Linked DNA regions of Sus scrofa: region 2 is linked to region 1. The links are chromatin contacts, called in public Hi-C maps. All regions are on one chromosome and are shown on one strand. Each heading gives the region's core, a stretch centred on a gene start, on an enhancer-like site or on the middle of the called end of the contact. The rest is flanking DNA. Distances are from core to core; before and after follow the strand shown.

Evidence for each region. Hi-C and Micro-C count contacts between places; a contact is called where the count stands out from the background.
Region 2: a contact with region 1 is called in a Hi-C map of retroperitoneal adipose tissue, with 2.1 times the contacts expected there. The contact joins two enhancer-like sites. A contact is called at or near these places in 14 of 47 Hi-C or Micro-C datasets (adipose tissue, embryonic fibroblasts, heart right ventricle and 7 more) and 2 of 2 datasets of contacts at active chromatin or transcription factors (alveolar macrophages and skeletal muscle).

The regions. Positions count from the first base shown.
Region 1 is chr7:57,276,897-57,280,835 of Sscrofa11.1, forward strand. It overlaps PEAK1 (pseudopodium enriched atypical kinase 1), which reads right to left. Exons shown (of 6, transcript NM_001244188.1): 3 at 1,544-3,939. Among named protein-coding and RNA genes, the nearest start is that of TSPAN3, 91 kb to the left of the region's middle. Within about 2 kb of position 2,170, at least 18 of the 83 cell types and tissues checked have an H3K27ac peak or open chromatin away from gene starts, as enhancers often do. A contact at or near this core is called in alveolar macrophages, liver, omental adipose tissue and 1 more, where this site is marked.
Region 2 is chr7:57,576,007-57,580,256 of Sscrofa11.1, forward strand. No RefSeq gene overlaps it. Among named protein-coding and RNA genes, the nearest start is that of HMG20A, 74 kb to the left of the region's middle. Within about 2 kb of position 2,950, at least 63 of the 83 cell types and tissues checked have an H3K27ac peak or open chromatin away from gene starts, as enhancers often do. A contact at or near this core is called in alveolar macrophages, liver, omental adipose tissue and 1 more, where this site is marked.

The DNA.
Region 1 (3,939 bases), core at 920-3,419:
CTTTTCTAAATAAAACAGTAACCTGCAATACATGCATTTTATTACTACTGGAGTATAATATTCTATCATCTACTTTCAACTACCAATGACAAAGCCGTTCTTCCCAGAAATACATTACCACTATTCCACTTGCTTTGTGATTACATGGATATAAGGAAAACAGGAACTTGTTAGCATTTTGGCAACCATTTGGGGATATGCAAAAAGTTTATTTTAGTAAAGAATATATATAAAGCTTCCTAGCATTTTGCTAGAAAAAGTGAAGGGATTAAGTGTTCATTTTTATTCACACTTTTCTAAAGACAAGCTGGTGAGAAAATCTGTCCTATATCAGAGTTTTCTGTCTTTGCTGGGAGGAGGCCAGGCCTGGCAGAGAAAGCTCTCTGTAAATCAAGAGGGAGGAAGACTAAAAATCAGATGAATGGAATACTCAGGGCATATCTTTGTTTAAGAATAAAAAGAACAGGGGATATAAAGAAATCATTTGTTACAAACAACAGTTCTTTGTTTTTATTGGCAGTTCATTAATTTTGCTTACGATAGAAATGAGAATGAAAAAACTTAAGCATCCTAAACAAATGTTTATGTGAATGTTACATGTGAAAATATACAAATTTTGTTTGATCTTATGTTCCTTAACAATGTAACATTATTGAAAGAATACAAATTTTACAGTGAGATAGATCAGGGTTTGAATTCTGACTTTGACAATTACTAGCCTCGTGAATCTGGCCAGTTAATTTCTCTGATTTTTAGTTTCCTCAAGGGAAATATACAACCAGTTTGTAGGGCTGTTACAAGGATTTGAGATATATACAGGGTAGGTGATCAATGAACCTTATAGACGGTAGGTTACTCAAGGTAAAAGAAAACTAATGCTTAGAAAACTGATGTGGGTGTACTAGTTGGATAGAAGATTGTAACACTGGGTCTCAATCTCAATAACCACTTCTCTTATTTCATCTACATGTTAAACAATTATAAACTGCTTGCTCTTTCCCCCACCTTTCCACAACACTTGAAATAAGGACAGAAAGAGACAGCAATAAAAAAAAAAATACAGTCCTTTTAAAAAATGCATATAGAGATAACACCTCAATGAAAGCTCTCCTAATCCCCACCAAAAGAAAAAGCCTGCTTAAAGAGTTTGATTTCATTTACCATGAAGAAAAGAACAGTACCACCATTTACCCATTTGATCCCGTTTCTTCCTCACACTGTCATAGCATATTTCAAAGCAACATATTACTTATTGCTATTAAAGTGTTACGGATTTGCTTTTCTATGGTAAAGCCCCTTTGCATTTACTGGAATGCTGCAGGTTACTTTAGCTAAAAAATCCAGGAGCATAAACCTTGTTCACTGCAATAAAATCACTTTAATAATATTCTAATCTTGGAATGCAGTTATAGAGACAGATGATGGCCGCTGAGTGCTACTCACAAACAAAAATGGCTCTTATACAATCTTAGGGATGCAAAAAACCTTAGCATCTGAAAATGTTTTAAAAAATCCCCACATTCTGCCAGCCTCTTTTACATACCTGAGAATTTTCTTAGGTATCTGTGATGGAGAAGAGTGACTTCTTTTCTTCTTCTCTGAGTCCTGTAGTAACCCATCCTCCATTCCACTCCTCTCTGTGACTGCTGACTGCTCTGCCCTGGCTTTGCCCTGATCCACACTGAGCTGGCCTTGGGCAGGCTCACACCTGTACATGAAGACAATGGCTGGCTTCTCGTTGGATTCCCCCTTTGCTTCTGTGAACCAGTGGTGGCGCTGAACTGGAGGAGGGGGCAGCATGTGGATGACCGTGCCATCCAGGCCCACCAGCTTCCCTTTCTCTCGGTCTTTCTCTTTGTCTTCTTCCTCATCTGTTTTCCGACGGCGGAAGAAACTTTTAAATGATATCCAGCGTTTAGGTTTTGTATCAGCTGCCCGTCTGCTGCCTTCTGAGTGCAGAACTGATTCAGCTTCTGTGGACCTGGTAGGGCTGGTTGGCTTGGTCCAGTTGGTGAAATGCCTCTGCAAAAGGTTACTTGCGTGGTAAGGGGAGGATGTAGAGCGTGGTGGGGGAAAGGGAGGTGGTGGCTCATTTGGGGGGTTAGTCACTAATTTGGAGGGGGGAGTGGTGACTGGCTTCATGAGTGGATCTTTCTGTACTTTGGTGGTAGGACTTTCTGTGGTCTGAGGTGCTGCTTCAGTCTCACTACTGGGCTGGGATGTGAAGAGAGATTTGGGCCGGGCCGGTGTGCTCTTAGGTGTGCTCTTAGCAACACTGGCATCGGGAGGAACTGCATAAAGCTCTTCCACGCTGCAAGCTTTAGGGCCAGACTGGGGCATTTCTGGAGGAGACTGTGGGGGTTGGATAGAAGCTACAATCTGAGAAAGCACTGTGCTCGCTTTCTCCCTGGTGCTGCTGCTGTTGCTCACGACCTGAGACTCCTGAGTGCTTTCTGTTTTGGCCACAGGTTCTTGAGTGGTTCTCTGGGGCTTTGTTGGGGAGCTGTGGCTGGAACTATAGCTTCTCTGCGGTGAAGACTGACCTCTGTTAAGACAGCTGTTAAACTCCTGAACCTTCTGAGCCACTGAGCCCCTTTTACGCTCTGTGCTGTTTGAAAACCCTTTAGCTTGGGGACATTCAGTGGGTTTGTTAGTGGTGTTATCAGACACTTTGCTTTCAGTTTCTATTTCTTCATAAGTATGGCTTATTACACTTGTGGTTTTTTCCTTCACTGAAAGTTCTCCACTTGTTCCGAGAAAACTTTTGTAAATGGCTAGATTGTCATATGCATTTGGATTGATGACAATGGGAACTTTGATAGCATTTTTGGAGCTCCGAGCATAAGTTGGCTCATCATGAATGATAATTGGAAAAGGTGGCATACCAGCATTGTTATAACTATTAAATTTTATTTCAGACAAATTAGGTGACTTAACAGGGATAGTTTTGGAGGAAATGTTTGTAGCCGTGGGTGAAGTAGGTGCCGATTTGTGACAGTTTTTCCTTGGAGGGACATTTGGTCCGGCCCCACCGCTAATTAATTCTACTTTAGGTATCTTCTGTCGTGGACTGGTACTGGAAGTCCAGACTTCCTGGTAGCGGATTGCACTGGATTTTTGGAAATGGGCACTTACTTGTCCTGATGTCAATGCAGGGGATGTCACTGGAGAGTTAGGAGTAGAAGATGAGCTCTTCGTTTTGGGGCTGGTAACGGGGCCCTCGAGGTGCTCACTGGCCATGGCTGCTGACACATCCACGACAGTGTAAGGCTTGCACAATGGCTGCTCCAGATTCACTACTCGGTATGGCTTTGCTTGCTCTTCTACAGGAACGAGGTTTATAGTTACTGCTTGCCCAGCAATATCTGTAGAGGCTTTACTTTCTTGCTTCTCAGTCTGAACGGCAATCTTGCCATCTTTCTCTTCTAATCGGAGAGCAAGGACCGCTTTGTGTGTCTCTGGAACTTTTACTGAGCTTTTGGATGCTTGTGCTGAGGTCTTCTCCTGATTATTACCACTGGGGCTTTCACAATTGGGCTCACTTTCCTTCATGTCCTTAGAATCCCCCAGGTTACCGGGAGATAGTCCCCCATTACAAACCTTCTGGGATAAACTACTGGCTGTCTCGGACCGTGATTCTTCTGTTAAAGAGGAATCTGGGGATGTGGAGTCAGATGACACCATGCTCTGAATGCTTCCTGGTCCATAGGAGACCACAGAATTCTCTTCATAACCATTCAGGATTTCATCATAACTGTCATCATAGTCGACAGCACAGATTCTCTGAAGAGATTTATTTCGCAGGGGGACAGTATTCCATTTTTTGTCCACAAAGAATCGAACAGGAGACAAAGTGTTTGCCCTAAAGTTGGCAAAGCGAGGTTGCCCTCTCATACGAATCTCCATGGCCAGCAGCTCTTCATCACTCTCATCCCAGCT
Region 2 (4,250 bases), core at 1,700-4,199, 300 kb after region 1:
GTTGTGGCTGTGGCTGTGGTCCCTGTGGGAGAGGGTGGGAGGGCAGACTGAGGCTGTGCAGAGAAGAATGGAGGGGAGAAGAGGATGGAACAAATCTATTTGAACAGGATGAGTGATGGGCTAGAGAGGGGAAAGAGTGGGAAGAGACCGTAGCTGTGGGCTTGGAGTACCATTTATTGGGATCCATCTGGCCCTGTTGATTGAGGTGGGCAGCCTGGAGGAGGAGCAGACTTGGGGGGTGGACAGGTGGGAGTGGCTAGAAGTCAGAGATCCTTGTGGACATGTTCGGTTGAGATGCAGGAGGGGAAATATTAAGTAAGCACCTACATTGACAATTCTAAAGCTTTAGATAGGTCTGAACTTGGGGTGACATTTACTAAAGACGCCCAGGGAGGCTTTTTATGTTAACACTTTTCTCTCAGATCCTGGCCCTGCTGTGCAGACAAAAAGTCAGGTCCCGCCAATCTCTTCCATCCTGACTAAAGATTTCACTGTCGGAACATCTGCCCTACTACCAACCTTCACTATTCCTTTGTTCTGCCCTTGACACCAGAAACAGCATCTGGACCCAGGTGCAACTTTTCTGTTGGCTTAAATCAGGCAGTATCTCTAAAGATGTTTAGAGCATTTAACTTACATAGGTTCCTTGTGTGGGATTTCTGCAGGTGGAATTTTGCATCTGTAAAGAAGATGCTGAACTTCCCAGTAGCTTACTGTGAAATAATATCTGTTTACCATAGCTGATGTTATAGCAAAGATTTATTCATATCTTACAACAGGATGAAAATACAAGACAGACCAAGTGATTTGCAGCACCTGAACATGCTAACAATATGGGGGAAAGGGCTAGAGATGATAGAAACTTGTAAATTATGATCATGCTAAGAAGGGGTTTCTCTGTAGCTTGAAAACCTGACCCACGGCTAAATGGGGCCAAGATTAATCATGTCTTGATCTTATATATAAGCCAAAGATCTTTTCTAAAGACCGTGCCTATTAAAGCAGTAAAGACTCTTCTGCAGGTTATACCATAATGAGCTCCAGGCATTTAATGAGAGAGACAAGGGCTATTGTTGAAAGTGGTAACCTTCACCATCTAATGTGAAAACGAAATAGGCTTGCTTGCTCTGCAAAATGAGGGACCAATTCAGGACTCTCACAATTGTAGATGCTTTGGTACAGGCAAACTTAAATGTTCTGGGAAAGGAGGAGAGGTTTTTGTTTGGTTGGGGTTTTTTTATAATTAGGTAATGATTTTACCTGCAAGTGGCTGACTCCAGGCTGCAGGCCCCGAAGCTTTAGAAGGCAATGGAATAAAAACAGCATTAAGGAATAAACCACCCAGGAGTTCCCTTTGTGGTGCAGCGGAAACGAATCCGACTAGGAACCATGAGGTTGTGGGTTCGATCCCTGGCCTTGCTCAGTGGGTTAGGGATCCAGCATTGCCATGAGCTGTGGTGTAGGTTGCAGGCACGGCTTGGATCTGGCGTTGCTGTGTCCGTGGTGTAGGCCAGCAGTTGTAGCTCTGATTAGACCCCTAGCCTGGGAACCTCCATATGCCGCAGGTGTGGTCCTGAAAAGACAAAAGACAAAAAAAAAAAAAAAAAAAAAAAAGAATAAACCATCCTAAGGAGCTTGATCTCCTTGATTCTGAGGAGGGGAGAGGTGGCTTCCGTCTCTGTGACAGTGGCTGTCTCAGATAAGGGTCATTGCCTGGCCAAAAAAATATTACCAGCATGAAAGAAAATGTTTTTACCCACTGTTCTTTGTTTTTAGGCTCCCAGAAGTCTCTGGCCTAAGGATTTATGTTAAGGTGTATCATCTCCTCCTTTGATGAGAAGGAGGAAGTGCCAGGATGTAAGCCTGACCTTCCTCCCCAAAGCGCAACCCTCAGGGACTGTCAGCTAGACAGAACGCTGCCTCAGGTCCTGGATCTCACTGCACATTCCTGCCCCACTTGCTGCTCTCTGACTTCCTCTTGAAGTCCCAAGAGACAGAGGGCGGCAGGGGCAGGAAGGGAACCAGCAGGGCCTCCAAGGCCGAAACCCTTTCGATGCCTGAGCCCCAGATGATTTGCCTTGGTAGGTCGGCCTTTCTGGGCAAGAAGAGAGGGAACCTCTCAGCTCTTCCCGAATGTCCCTTTCTGCAACAGGGCAGCACAAAACAAGCCAGATCATTGTGTTCTTGGATATAAATATTGATTCTAGGTGGTGTTAACATTCCGTTCATAAAAGAATGTAACATATTTCTCCCACATCATATTAGACAGATGTGTTGTTTGGCCAAGAGAAGTCCAGAGTGCTGGCTTCTGTGGAAAAAATGTGGACATTTAAATGCATGCAGCTTTGGGAAGTCTAGGGAGCAGTCTCAGAGTAGAAGGCAGGCGCTTCCCCAGTGCCAGCTCTGCCCTCCGCCATCCAGTTTCTCCCTTCCCAGCTGCACACTGCGAGTCACACTGGCATTTCTAATCGCTTGTAATTTAGGAAGATGCTTTCTTAGAATTAGGTCTTGTTTCTCAAGAACCTGGAACTATGAGCATGCGCTGTCTTCAGGAGGCACGGAAGGGCAAGGCTTTCATTTTTTGCTTTCTTCCCCTGGGGGAAGATCTGGGGGGTCCGCTCCTCTGTTTTGTTTTTCACCTTCCACGTGGGAGGGAAGGGCAAAGGCTTTGGACCAGAGGTGGTCCTTCCAAGCATTCCACCCAGGCCTGACCAAGCCCCAAAAGACTGAGATTTGCTGGCTGCCTTGGCAAGGCGAATTCCCCACATTCCACAAGCGCTCTTGAGGGGGACATAGCATTAATGAGAAAGTGGAATTCTTGATGCGGATGCTGCTCCCTCGGTGCCAGTACATTTCACACAGACCGATCCTCGTCCAGCATTTCGTAAGAGAGTGGGAGAGCCCATTTCCAGATGTGTGAGCGCCGCGTTGACAGAGGTGCTGTCAGGAGAGCCACTGCCCTCTGCCGTCCTGGCCCGGAAGCGCCACGACGCTGGGGAAGAACCTGGGGCTTCAGAAAAAACTGGCGGCTGTCAAAATCCGCAGCGGACCCACGCCGGGGCGGAGGGGCCTGCAGCTCCTCGTTCTGCAAACATTGAGTCTGCGAGGGGCTGAATTCTAGCTGAGGCTCGCTGGCTCTCTTTATGTTTTGTGGTTGAGAACGAGCCAGAAATGGAGAGGATTTATAATGAAACCCCGGCCTCCGGCATCATCCGCTGGTGGCGTTCTGAGAAGGCGAGGAGAAGTGGGCTGGCTCCGACCCTTGAACCTGGCCAGCAGGCCCAGGCGAGGCAAACAAAGAGGGCAGCTTGCCCAAGAGGAGACCTCCCGCTGGATAGCAGCCCTGAGGCCACTCCCTCGCCTGGAAATGCGGCTCCTAGAGGCCTTGCTGGCTCCAAAGCTTCCAGCGAGGGGAAGTTGTAACTGCTCCCACTCAGGCCTGCTGGCATCTCCAAGGGGCCTCTAGTCCTGGCACCGCGGAGAGCCTGGCTCAGCTTACAAGCTGAGACCCAGCTGCCGCCCCCTCCACCCCACCACCCACCGCCTGCCAAGACTGCGGCTCAGCAGCAGGCCCAGGGTCAGGCTTGCTGCTGAAGTGTGTGTGTGTGTGTGTGTGTGTGTGAGAGAGAGAGAGAGAGAGAGAGAGATGGTGAAAGATAGGGTGGAGATATTCAGGTGGAGGTCAGAGGGAGGTTGGGGAACCAAATTCCTTGGACAACCTTGCAGTTTTGGAAAAAGACACGAAACAATCAGTTTTTGTTTTTTGGAAGGTTTTTTTTTTTTTTTTTTTTTTGTAAATGGATCTCCTCCCTATTGGGAGAAGAAAAACCCAACCCGCCAAACAAACCCCTCACAACAATGCCCTTCTCTCTCTGGGACCAATTTCCAGACTGCACAGCAGTCCTGACAAGGTCAACAAGCTGGAGCTGTAAGCGGAAGATCTTTATCTATGTGGGAAATAGGAAAATCATTTGACTGATAAAAGGAAATACAATAAATAGCATCTAAATTCCTGGCTGCATTCCCCGGGGCCCCTCCTCTGCTGGAGAAAGTGCGGAGGGGCAGGAATACATGTGCTGCTCCAGCATGTTTAAAAATAGCATACAGCACACAGCCCTTTCTTACCTTCCAGAAAGACTTCATTACCGGATCCTCAGCCCTGAGCCTGCAGAGCTGCTGCCGGCGCTTTCTTCTCCCCGAGCTAGATTTTTCTTTTTTGGAAACGTTAAGGCAGTGCGTGTGATACATTT